3 separate regions of the Sus scrofa genome follow, and regions 2 and 3 are each linked to region 1. Evidence: chromatin contacts called from public HiChIP or PLAC-seq data. All regions are on one chromosome and are shown on one strand. The core of a region is the stretch at or near the end of the contact, and the rest is flanking DNA. Distances in the headings are between cores, read along the strand shown.

Region 1 (4,340 bases), core at 843-3,342:
CTGGGAACTTCCATATCCCGCAGACACGTCCCTAAAAAGACAACAACAAAAATCCATTTAGGAGTTCGATGGTGGCTCAGTGGGTTAAGGATCCAGTGTTGTCACTGCTGTGTCTCAGGTTGCTGCATGGGTTCGACTGCTGGCCTGGAACTTTTGCATGCTACTTGTGCAGCCAAAAAAAAATTTTTTTTAAACCTCCAATTACTTTGCAGCCAATTACTTCTATGTTTCTTTCTTTCTCTCTTTCTTTCTTTTCTTTCTTTTGGTCTTTTTGTCTTTTTAGGGTAGCACCCACTGCATATGGAGGTTCCCAGGCAAGGGGTCCAATCGGAGCTGTAGCCACAGCAACGCAGGATCTGAGCCACATCTACGACCTACACCACAGCTCACGGCAATGCCGGATCCTTAACCCACTGAGCGAGGCCAGAGATCAAACCCGTGTCCTCATGGATGTTAGTCAGGTTCCTTAACCACCGAGGCACAACGGAAACCCCTACTCCTACATTTCTGTTTGCAGGAGCAAAATGTTGAAACAACGTAATGTCTGACAATGGAAAGGTTTCCTCCCTCCCTCCCTTCTCTCCTTCCTTCCTTCTTTCCTATTGTTCCGTTTTTTTAAAAAAAAAGTGTGGAGCAGTATGCATGATAAAACCTAATACTAGCCTATACATGTATATGAGAACAATGTCTAGTCACTTATGATGGAGCACGATGATGTGAGATAAAAGAATGTACACATGTACGTGTAACTGGATCACCGTGCTGTACAGTAGAAAAAAAATAATAACGTATTGGGGAAAAAAAAGAATATGCCTGTGTATATGCATCCAGACTTATCGTTACTAGGGCATAGCTGGCGGTGGTGGTAGAGGAGCTTTGTCACTTTTCAATTCCTGCCTGTTGGGAAAGCCAATCCACCGCAGCCCTGAGCAGCCCTGCACACTCCTGCTCCTCTGCCAGCAAGGCACGGTCCCAGATGCTCTCTATTCAGGGGGTTGCTCAAGATTGTGTTCGCAGTGAGTAACTCTGAGGATGAAGTAACGTCTCCTTTTGGGACAAAGAGCAGGCTTGCTAACCACCTCCTCGAAAAGAGGAAAATTCTCCAAGCTCAGCTGCCGTGCAAACCCCTCGCCGTCACCCCTGTGGGACTCAGAGGCAAGAGGAACTGAAGCAGACACGGTGCTTCTGCTGCTTGCTTAGCCATGAGGCGCGGATGCCTGCGTCTCTGACCTAGGAATCGCACATCTTTGTCGGACTAACTCTTAGCTCATGAGTTCGGTTCGATCCCGGGCTGTGACATTGGCTTCTTTTAATCATCTCTCACGGACATGTATTATTACTTTTGTGACATAATCGGTTTTGATTTTTTTCGAGAAAGGCAGAATACAAAACAAAAAACCACACACGTACCGAAAGCCCAAGCTTACACGTTCAACGAAAGTGAGAAAAGAACAACTATCCAAGGCAGAAACTAAAGAACTCCCTACCCAGACGTACCCAAAGAAACGTGGTAATACCTCAGTAGATACCTTTCCAGACTGTCATCAGTGTTGACTCCCACATTTTTATTAGTCTTCTGCAAAAATAAGATCGTAGCGTATAGCGTGCTTAAGAACCACTTCGATTTAGTCAGGCATCCCATGACTGGGGGCCACTGTGGTGACACCAGCCCACTCCAGCTTCTCGAGAAGTCAAGAGCCCACCAGGATTTTCCTACAACCTGCGAAGGCTTTCACTGCCCCCAGCCAGAGGGAGGGAGTTCCTCGCACCCTGGTACTTCCTGGGAGCTCTTGGGGCAGAAAAAGTGCTAGCCTTGGGTCCTGGCCTAACAGCTTGGGGACCACAAATGCAAAGGAAACCACCTTCCCCTCCCAGCTCCTCCTCCGCACCCCCCATTCTCAACCACACAGTTCCACCCCTCCACCCACTCTCACCCCTATCCCAGCTTCACCCTCTGCTATCACATTTCCCAACTGAGAACGAGGAACCCCATTCCAGATCCCACCCACCATTCCCACCTGCCCCAGAGTCCCCCACCATCTCAGACCCTGAAAAAGCGATGCCTTGCTCATAGCCCGCCAATGTAGGAGCAGGAGGGTGGGGCAGGATGCTGGGGTGGGTGGAGCCAGGGCCATTTCCTTTCCCCCTGGGGCCCTGGCCACCAGTCTTGCCCCAGCTTCAAGAGGAGTTGGAGCAGCCTGGCCGCAACCTCGCCCTTATCAGGTGAGCTGGTAAGGGGTGTGATTTGGTGGAGCAGCAGCCCCAGTGCACCTGGGGATGTGCTTCTGGCTTGAAAAAGACCTTGATGGATAATGGAAAAGGAGACTGTGGAGCCACTGAGGCTGCCCACGGTTGGGACAGGTGGGGAGGGGGTGGCCTTTGCTGGAGCACAAGCTGCCAAGGCAGGCTGAGGGGACCTAGGGAGAGAGTTGATGGGGGAACCGCCAGCATCTTGTACTTTCTGATACGAGTACAAGCAGGGGTGGAAAAAGCCGTTGAACCGCAGAGTTCGGCCTGGCAGTTGGCAGGGAAGTGGGCAAGGGCGGGGAGAGGGCCTGGCTAGGTCCTCCCCCCACCCCAGGTTCTTATGTGTTCTCTTTCTCCGGTTTCCCCACCCTCAGGTCCCAACTCCTGCTCATGCCTGTCGCCTTGAAAATGATCCCGCTTTTCCTCTTCTTTGGGAGCGTCTGGGCCCCAGTGGCAAGCCTAGAGCTTCCAGAGAGCACGACTGCTTTGCAGATGTCTGAACCCGCAAGGTCCCCTTTTCCTTTGGTCTCTGTCTCTGGGACCCCCGAAATCAACTCAGAAGCATCCAGTCTTTCAACAACTGAGCTCCCTGAGGAAAGTAACAGCCCTGGGCATCAGATCTTCCTGCCTTCCTCAACTCCCTACCCAGCTGAAGAGGTGTCCTCCCCCGGGATTTCCATTGCTGCCAGCAGTGGCCTTCCTCTCCCCAGGTCAGTACTCTCCCAGGAAGTTTCCACCAACAGGAAATCCATGCTCCTGGAGATCTCTGATGCAGCCAATACACCTGCTGTCTCAGGAATGAGCTCCCTGGGGTTGCACACTGTGACTGGTAAAACCATGACCACCAGCTCTCTGGAGACCTCTGATGGGACCAGTGGACCTCCTGTCACCACGGCAACCAGCTCTCTGGAGACCTCTGATGGGACCAGTGGACCTCCTAATACCACGGCAACCAGCTCTCTGGTGGCCTCCAGTGGAACCACTGGACCCCCTGTCATCATGGCAACTAGGTCTTCGAAGACCTCCGTTGTGACCCGTGGACCCCCTGTCACCATTGAAACTGGCTTGCTAACGACTTCCAAGGGGACCAGTGGACCCCCTGTCACCAGGGAGACCTCTATGAAGACCACTGACCCCATCTTTGGGGTAGGAATATCCACCGTAGACACAAGCAGTAGCTCCCCCCAAAATTCAGGTCAGAGGACAAATGGCACCATGCTGGTAGCCGTGCTTGTGGCCCTGCTGGTGGTCATTGTCCTCGTGGTACTACTCCTGCTATGGCGCCAGCGGCAGAAGCGGAAGACAGGAGTCCTGACACTAAGCAGAGGTGGAAACCGCAATGGGGTCGTAGATGCCTGGGCTGGGCGAGCCCAGGTGTCCGATGAGGAGGCCATGTCACCAGAGGGAGCATCTGGGGGCAACAAGGACTCTGGGGCTCCCCAGGGGGAGGGGCCTGGCCAGCGACCCACGCTCACCACTTTCTTTGGGAAACGGAAGTCTCGCCAGGGCTCCTTGGCGCTGGAGGAGATAAAGGCTGGGTCAGCCGCCAAGCTGAAGGGTGAGGAGGAGCCGCTGGTGGGCAGCGAGGATGGGGCTGCGGACGCCTCTGCTTCTGATGGGCCAGAAGCCAGAGAGGCGGGGGCCGCTTAGGGCTTCATGACAAGGATGGAAGCCAGAGTCACTCCCTCTTTCATCACCCTCCCTCCTACCGTTACATCCAACTTCACTGTCACCCAGCTTTTTCACCCAGCACCCTTTGGATGTGCACGCAGCATCTTCACTCTGAGTCTTCATTCGGCTTCTTGGCCCTGGATCATCCCGCCAGCATCTGCACTCAGCACCTAGACCAGGGCTGGCACCCACTGAACGCCTGTAGACAGAATGAGCAAAGCTTGAATGAGCAAAGCTTCCTCGTGGACCTCACTGCTCCCCATCACAGTTTCTCTATGTTTTTGTCCTCGACCCCAGCTGAGTCTCCCTAATCCCAAACTTTTTGGACCTTGGATTTTTCAGAGGATGCTCCAGGGATCCCAGAGTCTGGGAAGATGACAGAAAAAGCAACCCAGGAAACTCCTCCTTAGGATGACTCTGGA
Region 2 (4,340 bases), core at 625-3,124, 54 kb before region 1:
ACATCGCAGCCAAAAGGCTTGGGCCCCAGGTGGCTGCGCTGGTGGCTCAAGAGGCTGCAGCTGAGCACAAATCTTTTGCCACAATCGGTGCAGATATATGGCTTGTCCTGGGCCTTAGGTCCTTGTGTGGCCGCCGTGGCCGCTCGAGATGGCTGCCGCCGGGGCACCACGGGCCGGGGGGGCTGCTCCCCGCGGTGTGTCCGCTGGTGCTTTATGCGGGCAGAACTATCACCAAAGCCCTTGCCGCAGATGCCACACTTGTAGGGCTTCTCCCCTGTGTGTGTCCGCTGGTGTTTCACCAGGTCAGAACTCTGTCGGAAGCTCTTGCCACATTCACCACAGATAGTGGGGCGCTCACCAGCAGGGATCCTGGACCGCGGAATCTTTGGGGGGCCCTGGGCCGGTGGCCGGGCTCTGTAGGGCTTTTCACCACTATGAGTCCGCTGGTGTTTGATCCGAGCAGAGCTATCCCCAAAGCCCTTGCCACAGACCCCGCACTTGTACGGCTTCTCCCCTGTGTGGGTCCGCTGGTGTTTCACCAGATCGGACATCTGGCGAAAGCTCTTGCCACACTCGCCACACACGGCGGCCCGATCACTAGCCTGGCCCCAGCGTGGTTCTCCCAGGAGCCGAGGGCCTCTGTCCCGAGCCTGAGGTTTTCCAGGTCCCTCTCTCTGGACCCACAAGTCATCCCAGGTCTGGATGCCCTCGGGTTTGAGAGAGGCACTTCCTACTTCATGGCCTGGGGCCAAATCTTCCTCTTCCTTGAAGCCCAAGTCATCTTCTTGTGGGCCATGTGCAAACTCATCCGGTTGAGACATCGCCACATTCTCACTCCCCAGACCTGGGGAAAGAAAAGGGAGTGGTAGACCCTGTCCTTTGCCTCAGCCCCTGTCTTCCTAACAACCTCCCCGGGAAGGCGTCCTTGACCATCTGCAGTCACAAGGATCTCTCTCGCTCTCTCTGAATTTCTAAAGCATTTATGATTGTCTCTGCCTCAGTAACAGTAACTGCCTTCTACCACACTCTTCATGTGTGCCAGTATCGTTTTTTTTCTTTCTCTTTTTTTTGTCTTTTTAGGGCCGCACCCGCGGCGTATGGAGGTTCCCAGGCTAGGGGTCCAATCGGAGCTACAGCTGCCGGCCTACGCCACAGCCACAGCCATGCCAGATCCGAGCTGAGTCTGTGACCTACACCACAACTCACGGCAACGCTGGATCCTTAACCCGCTGAGCAAGACCAGGGATCGAACCCGCAACCTCATGGTTCCTAGTCGGATTCGTTTCCGCTGCGCCACGACGGGAACTCCGGAACTCTTTACTTCTTTTTGGCCACAGCAGCAGATGGCAGCTTGATGGGAGATCTCAGTTCCTAGACCAGGGACTGAAGCTCCACCTCCTAACCACTAGGCTGCCAGGGAACTCCCACCGATACCTTAACTAAGTGTTACTGAATCCTTGCAAATAATCCTAGGAGGGAATACTGTTATTATCCCCATTTTACAGACATGGTGGCTCAGAGAATTTAAGTCACTTGCTCAAGATTATAAAGGTTAGAAAGTAGCAAAGCCTGGTTTCTAACTCAGGTCTGTCTGATTCCCACGCCTGTGTTAAGCCCTACATTATAGAGTCTCTATTTGGAAAACCCAGTGTTTGCTCATTACATTGTTTCTTCTTTATACTAGCCTATTCTGTAATTTATTATTTCAGTCATCTTCTATGTCCCTGAGAGGACCCAGACACACACCCGTCCCTCAAGATACTTAGGGTTGGTAGGAGAGACAAGATGAAGCACAGATAATTATAATTGCAGGCTCAGAATGACTGTGCTGTCACCAGAGAGAGGAAATCAAAAGATAGGGCTGGGCTTTCACAGAAGAGGAAAGAGTAAACCATGGAAAGGAATGGAAGATCCTGCTGGAAAGGGATGTTGGGACTAGATTAAGTAGGTAAGGTCTGCATTGAACACTAGGCTAACGCTTTTAATTAATAGGCAGAGGGAGCTAGGGACAGTTTTGGGGAAGGCAGGCAGGATTAGATCTGAACTCAGATCAGTGTGGCTGCTCAGCGCATCACTGGAGAGAAAAGGGCTTTGGAGAGGCTGTTACAATGGCTGGGACAGGGCAGAGACAGCGAGGATGGTGATGACTAGAGGATGGGGAGAGAGTCTTTGAAATGATGCTCTTCACAGCCTGGTGCACAGTAGGTGCTCAGAAACACCGGCTCCCTCCCTGGGCTTTTGCTCCCCTCCCCTTCTTCCCTTGGAAGCCCAGTTCAAGTCCGATTTTTCCGGGTCTGGGCCCGGCAGAGGCCAGCACTGGAGTCCCCACCCGGCCATTACCTGCCCAAGTCGGCGCACCGCCTCGGCCCTCACCTGTGCGGGCGCTTCTCAGCTGCTCCCTGTCGTCTGGGCCACGGAGATCGGGGCCCCAGGACCCCACCGCGCGCTCCATCGCCGGCAGGCCGCCCTGAGCAAAGGGACAGACACAATTCCACGGTCACACAGCCATGTGCGGACGTTGGCGCCCAGCCGCTGCCCTCTGCCGGCCGGCGCGGGCACCGGGCAGCGTCCGGGTCCGAGATGCGGGGCGCGGCTCTCGGTGACCCTTACCCGCGCCGCCGGTCGCCCCTGCACCTGCTGCTCCTTCCGGTGCGCGGCTGCCCCCTTCCCCTCCGGCCGCCGCCGCCGCCGCCACCCCGGCGCCCTGCGGAGCTCCTCGGCGGGGCTCCGGTGCCCGAGCCGCCGGGGGCTCGGGGATGCGGGCTCCGCGCCAAGCGGGGAGGGGGCTCGGACCCAGGCGTCCCGGAGGCTGCTGCCGGGGGCGGGGACGGGAAGCGGAAGCGCCGGGCGGCACCGAGCCGCTCTAGGACCTTGGAGGAGCTGCACGCCTGTGGGGGCCGCCTGCGTCCTCGGGGCTCGGTGGCCGGCGGGCAGCCGTGTGCCGCAGAGCGGGCTACTCTGAGCCGCGGACAGTTGCCCGAACTCGGTGGTATTAACCGTGTGCCTCCTGGGCTGAAGCTGGGTGCCGAGGGCCGAAGACTCTTCCTAATTGTCGCTGTATCGGGCCACCCGCGCGGACCTCCGGAGCTGGCCGACAGTGCCAACCACCTCGGCCGGGAGAGACAAAGAGAGATCCAAAGACGGACCCAGGGAAAGGGGTGGGGGAAAGACCGAAGCAAACAAAGGGCGGCAGAGGGCGGCGGAGACCCCAGACGGGGCGGGGGCGGGGCGCCGAGACACAGGAAACAAAGCGGGGCCGGTCGGCTAGATCGAGGGTCGGGGGTGGAGGCTGGGCTGGGCTGAGCTGGGGAAGACCGAGACGCGAGCAGAAGCCAGAGGCAGACGCCAGATAACTGCTGGGCAGAGGCGGGCCGATGGAGTCAGACCTGCGCCCGGGGACTCACGAAGTCCTTACCTAAGAGCCCTAAGTTAGAGCGCTTGCAAAGGCAGAGAGACCAAAAAACTGCAGCCGACCAAAAACACTGGAGCAAAAGATGGGCCACCAAAAACAAAGAGATGTAAAAACAGAGAAGAGACAAAGTCCCTGAAGCAGAGGCTGAGGAACTGCAAGAAAAGGCAGGGAACCTGGAAAGAAACCGGCCCAGAGACAGAGGAAACAGAGGAAACAAAGACAGTGAAACAGGCAGAGACAGAGAGACCGAGCACAAAGAGGCCATGGGGAGACTAGGAATGGCTTGACGGCCGACAAAGGCAAAGGCCAGGCAGAGGCTAAAGCATTAAACCCTGCTTCCCCGCTTGATGGGGCCCAGCTGGAGCTGCGTATCTGTACTCTGGGCAGGCTTGCCTTTGAGGAGGCCGTGGGGCGCCTGGAAGTGTCTGCAGCCCATGTACTGAGGGAGGGGAGTAACCAAGTCTTGTGTGTTAATTCCCATGTATTAGCACCTCCGTGCCATGCCTAGAGTTTGATAAAGAGATGGAACACATGTGAGTGTGGTTTTTGGGGTGCTACCAATTTAAAGAGGCAAGCACACAGGAGTTCCCGTTGTGGCTCAGTGGTTAATGAATCTGACTAGGAACCATGACGTTCAATCCCTGGCCTTGCTCAGTGGGTTAAGGATCTGGCGTTGCCGTAAGCTGTGGCGTAGGTCGCAGACTCGGCTTGGGTCCCATATTGCTGTGGCTGTGGCACAGGCCAGAGGCTACAGCTCTGATTCAACCCCTAGCCTGGGAACGGAAGCGGCCCTAGAAAAAGCAAAAAGACCAAAAAAAAAAAGGTAAGCACACAAATCATGACAAGAACTGTTAGGGCATGGGAGAATTACATGCACTGATTGAAGATAGTTCTCATTGGTGGGAAGGAGTCTGCAGGGTTCTGTGTA
Region 3 (4,340 bases), core at 616-3,115, 34 kb before region 1:
GAAGCCCACTTATTACTGGTTCTGGGAGGGGAGGAGAACTCCAAAGAGGGGAATGGGGGAAGAGCTCAGGAAGCTCAGGTCAAATGAAAAGCAAGGAAGTTGAGAAGGAGATCTGGAGCAGCACTGGAGTTCACAGGATCTGAGTCTGAGCTGGGAGTAAGGAGCTTCAGAGAACTCAGAAACCAGGGAACTGGCTGAAATTTCAGGATGGTGGGCTTTGTATGGAAATCAGAGCCCCCCTGGGGCTACATCCTGAATCCTGGGGCTCAGGGCAATGGGAGATAGAAAGAGGAGGGGCTGGTAAAGACAGGGCTTTGTGTTCGTGGTCTGGGGTAGCCTGGGGGGCTCATGAGGTTGGGGTCTGATTTCTTAGCAGAGGTTGAGCACAGAGAGGTGTGTCAGTGAGGGGAGAGGAGCCGATGGAGTGCGTTTTGGGTCCCCCAAAGAATAAACACACAGATATGGGAGTTTATGGTATTGGAATTCACGATTTGGAGTCTGGGATCCCCACTAGAATGGAGGCAGCACTCACGGCGGCCCCGGATTCTGGGGAGGAGCTCAGATAGATGGAGCTGAGGTGAGGGACTTGGGGGTTGGGATTCCCGTAGGAAATGGCGGATGCAGAGAGATGAGTCGCTTATAGGATTTTGGGGCTCTGGTTATAGCCGCCTGGGCTTGTAGCGTTGCGGTTTCTTGCGGGCTGAGATGACAATTAGAGACGGAGTGAAGGTCAAGAGTACTTGATCAGGGCACGGATCTGTAGTGGGCTCGGAGAATGGGGCCCAAGAGTCGACTCAGGCAGAGCAGCCTGGCGCTCTTATTGTCTAGGGGTTGTACCAAAGCCCCTAGCCCCCGCCCTCTGTCTGCGCTGTCCCCAGCTGTCACCCCCCTCCCGCGCTAGTCTCCGATTGTCACCGATATCTCCGGCCCGGCACCGCCTGCTGGCAGCACGCCTTCTCTTTGGAAGCTGCCATTGGGTGAGACAGCCGTCTATCTTCCTCCCCTGTTGCTAAAGTGAGAGGACGCATTCATTGGCTGATGTAGCGAATTAATCGCAACTGTGGCCCGCCCCTTCCAGCTGTCATTCCTTCCTGACCTTCTTGGGAGACCTAAAGAATATCTCAGCTCCTACTGACTGCGGATGCCGTCTGGCGCCGCCTAAATAGATATCGCTGTCTGTCAAGTTGACCTCCGCCTGCTTCTTTTCATTGGCTCCCTTTTTAACCATTCCTATTAGCCAGGCCCGCCTCTTTTTGCACAGCACCCGCCTCCTCCCCCAGTCATTCACTCTCCAGAGGCTTTAATTGGCCAAGAGGTTCGGCTTCCCGCTTTCTTATTAGTTACTCCCTTCATCCTGCCTCCCGCTGCCTTCACTCGTCCTCTCATTGGTTTTATAGCCCTCTGCCTTCTCCATTTCCTCTTCCCAAATTACCCACCCCCTTCCCACCTCCAGCCCCACCCACCCTCCAACGATTGGCAGAAACCCAGTTCCCTCTCTCCTATTATTCGTCCAAGCGCTTTGACTAAGGCGGTAGAGAAAAGGAGCGCGATGGGACCGCCCGCGCGCAGGCGTGGAACGTCGAAACGCTGGCCGCTTGGCCGGCACCCGGGCGTGTGCGCAGGCGCGAGGTCGGCCGCTTGCCCGAAGCGGGAGGGGGGGCGGCAGCGAGAGAGCGAGAGGGCTGAGAGAGCGCGAGTGAGACCCCGCCGCCTGGCGCCCCCGGACCCCTGCCCCGCCTCCGTGCGCTGGGCTGCCGCCCGCGCGCTGCCCCCGACCCCGGAGCGCGCCGGGCCGCGCCCTTCGCCCTCTCCCCTTCCTTGGCGGGCGGCGCGGAGCGGCCTGAGGGGCGGCGCCTTTTGCGGCCGCCCCGGCGGGGGGATGTGAGGGGCGGCCTGCGGTCATGGAGACGGGCCCGGCGCCCCTGGTGGCCCCACCGCGCCGTCATGGCGCCCCCGCGGCCCCCTCGCCGCCGCCCCGCGGCTCCCGGGCCGGGCCCTTCGTGGTGGTAGCTCCGGGCCGCCGGTGACTACGGCCACTTCGGCCCCGGTCAACTTGGTGGCCCCGGGGGAGGCGCAGCCCGCATGGGTACCGGATCCGACCCAGACCTCAGACTCGGCTCCGGCCTCGGCTCCCGCTCCCGCCCCCGCTCCGACGGTCGCAGGCAGCACGGCGGTGGTGCCGACTCTGGAGGCCTCACCCGACGCCCCGAGGGCGCAGGTCTCCGGCCCAGAGCCCTTGGAGCCCGAGGCTGTGGCAGGAGCCGAGATGTCCACGGCTCTGGCCCCAGGGGCAGACTCTCCGAAGACGGAGGAGGCTAGAACCTCACCCGATCCTGGACCAGGTACCCCCACCGGGACCCTCACCAGGACCCCTTCAAGAACGGCTCCTGGGGCCCTGACCGCCAAACCCCCGCTTGCCCCCAAGCCGGGAACCACAGTGGCCTCAGGAGTGACTGCACGGGTGGCAGCAGTGACACCAGGACAGGTGACAAGTAGACATGGAGCTGCAGCAGCAACATCAGCATCAACGGGACAGGCTCCAGAGGACCCCTCGGGGCCTGGCACAGGCCCTCCAGGGACATGTGAGGCTCAGGTAGCTGTCGTGATGGTGACCCCAGCTCCAGAGCCTACTGAAAACTCTCAGGATCTAGGCTCCACGTCCAGCCTGGGACCTGGCATCTCTGGGCCTCGAGGGCAGGCCCCAGACACGCTGAGCTACTTGGACTCTGTGAGCCTCATGTCTGGGACCTTGGAGTCCTTGGCGGATGATGTGAGCTCCATGGGCTCAGACTCGGAGATAAATGGGCTGGCCTTGCGCAAGACGGACAAATACGGCTTCCTTGGGGGCAGCCAGTATTCAGGCAGTCTGTGAGTACCCGGTGGGACCGCCTCAGGGAAGCAGAGGTTTTTGGAGGTGGAGGTGGAGGTGGTGGGGGTGGAGGGACTCGGATGATACACCTTGCCTACTCTCTGGCAGCCCCATCCTCCTCTGAGGCTCCAGGGGGTGATCAGTGGGAATGAGATGCTTAGCAATCCCTATCTTGCCTAGAGCGTCCTGCGGTTTCTGTGGCTCCAGCCTGTTAGTTTCAGACCAGGTGTTAGGAGTTCTAGGGTTGAGCCCAAGCCTTGCCTTTGGTTTGTTGTGTGCCATCGAGTTAGGACCGTCCCCCATTTCCCTGCCTCTCTTTCCTCTTTTGTGAAGTGAAAGGTTGAGTGAGACCATAGCTCAGGTTGGCCCAGCTCCTTGATGGAAACTCCAGCTACAGGAAACATATTTTGGAGGTTTGGCTGGACAAGGGTTCTGGTCCTGTCTCTTTTAGGGGGACCGTCTGGAGGGATGTAGGCGCCTCCTCTCCCCCATTGCCCTAGGTCTGCTGGATGGTGAGGTGGGGAAGTCTGTTTGATGGAGGGGAGACTCTGAAGGCAGGGCCTTCTGTGCAACAGAAGGGCAGTCTTGTGTTTTCACTGAAGGAAAGGAGTGGGGGAGGCCTCTTCCCCATTTCCTCATCTCCCCAGCCCAGCGTACTCTTTCCTAGTTCCTTCCAGGGGCCTGAGTCACTCCTAAGGTGGGGGTGTGATTGCTTTTGACTTCTTCCTTCCCTCTCTTTGGATCCTGCCCTTTGTTCCTGTACCCCTCGAGCCTGCTGTTCTGTCTACAGCATCGCCTGAGAACCCCAGTGCCAGGCCCTGTGCTGGGGACTTAGGATAAAATAGTCATTTCAAAGTGCTCATCATTAGAGAGACAAGTACTTAAACAGTTGTTTTCACTATAACATGTTAGGTGTAGCTCAGAGATCATCACGGGGTTGCGTGAGCCCTTATGGAAGGGTTTTTTTGGGCCCAGTTTGGGAATTCAGCTGAGCTGATCTGAAGAAGAATGAGTCGGATTTAGCCACAGCTGTGTATGTGGGGGTCAGGGGGATCTGCCTGGTGTTGGGGGTGGGGAGCCCTGTGGGAGGCTATTCTAGGGAGGACTTATAATCCAACAAAAAAATCAGAAAATCTCTGAGCACCAACATTCAGGACCCTTGTGGGGAAGGCATCTCTCTCTCTCTCTTTTTTGGGGGGGTGGGGTGGGGGGGCTGCCCCGGGGCATATGGAGTTCCCAGGCCAGGGATCAGACCCGAGCCGCAGCTGTGACCCAGGCTGCAGCTGTGGCAGCACCGGATCCTTTAACTCACTGTGCGGGACTGGGAATCAAACCTGCATCCTGGTGCTGTAGAGATGCCGCCGATCCCATTGCTCCACAGGGGAACTCCAGCAACTGAAGTTTGACCCTGGTGCTTTGGCATGCGCTGTTGTACCTAAGTTATAGTTGAAGAAACAGGATTGAGCAGAGT

Evidence for each region. HiChIP or PLAC-seq counts read pairs in DNA pulled down with a chosen protein or histone mark.
Region 2: an H3K27ac HiChIP or PLAC-seq map of alveolar macrophages shows a contact between it and region 1. The contact joins the promoter of SEPT1 here to the promoter of SPN in region 1. A contact is called at or near these places in 2 of 47 Hi-C or Micro-C datasets (embryonic fibroblasts and epiblast stem cells) and 1 of 2 datasets of contacts at active chromatin or transcription factors (alveolar macrophages).
Region 3: a contact with region 1 is called in an H3K27ac HiChIP or PLAC-seq map of alveolar macrophages. The contact joins the promoter of TBC1D10B here to the promoter of SPN in region 1. A contact is called at or near these places in 1 of 5 promoter capture datasets (liver), 2 of 47 Hi-C or Micro-C datasets (epiblast stem cells and liver) and 1 of 2 datasets of contacts at active chromatin or transcription factors (alveolar macrophages).

What each region holds. Positions count from the first base shown.
Region 1 is chr3:17,976,639-17,980,978 of Sscrofa11.1, forward strand. It overlaps SPN (leukosialin), which reads left to right and starts at 2,093. Exons shown (of 2, transcript XM_005655097.3): 1 at 2,093-2,223; 2 at 2,622-4,340. The coding sequence starts at 2,108. The coding sequence ends at 3,897.
Region 2 is chr3:17,922,777-17,927,116 of Sscrofa11.1, forward strand. SEPT1 (septin 1) reads left to right here and starts at 1,875. Exons shown (of 12, transcript NM_001244989.1): 1 at 1,875-1,948. ZNF48 (zinc finger protein 48) reads right to left here and starts at 2,817. Exons shown (of 3, transcript XM_003354537.4): 1 at 2,611-2,817; 2 at 2,374-2,467; 3 at 1-844. The coding sequence starts at 2,452.
Region 3 is chr3:17,943,046-17,947,385 of Sscrofa11.1, forward strand. TBC1D10B (TBC1 domain family member 10B) reads left to right here and starts at 1,866. Exons shown (of 10, transcript NM_001244423.1): 1 at 1,866-2,012; 2 at 2,015-2,868. The coding sequence starts at 1,902.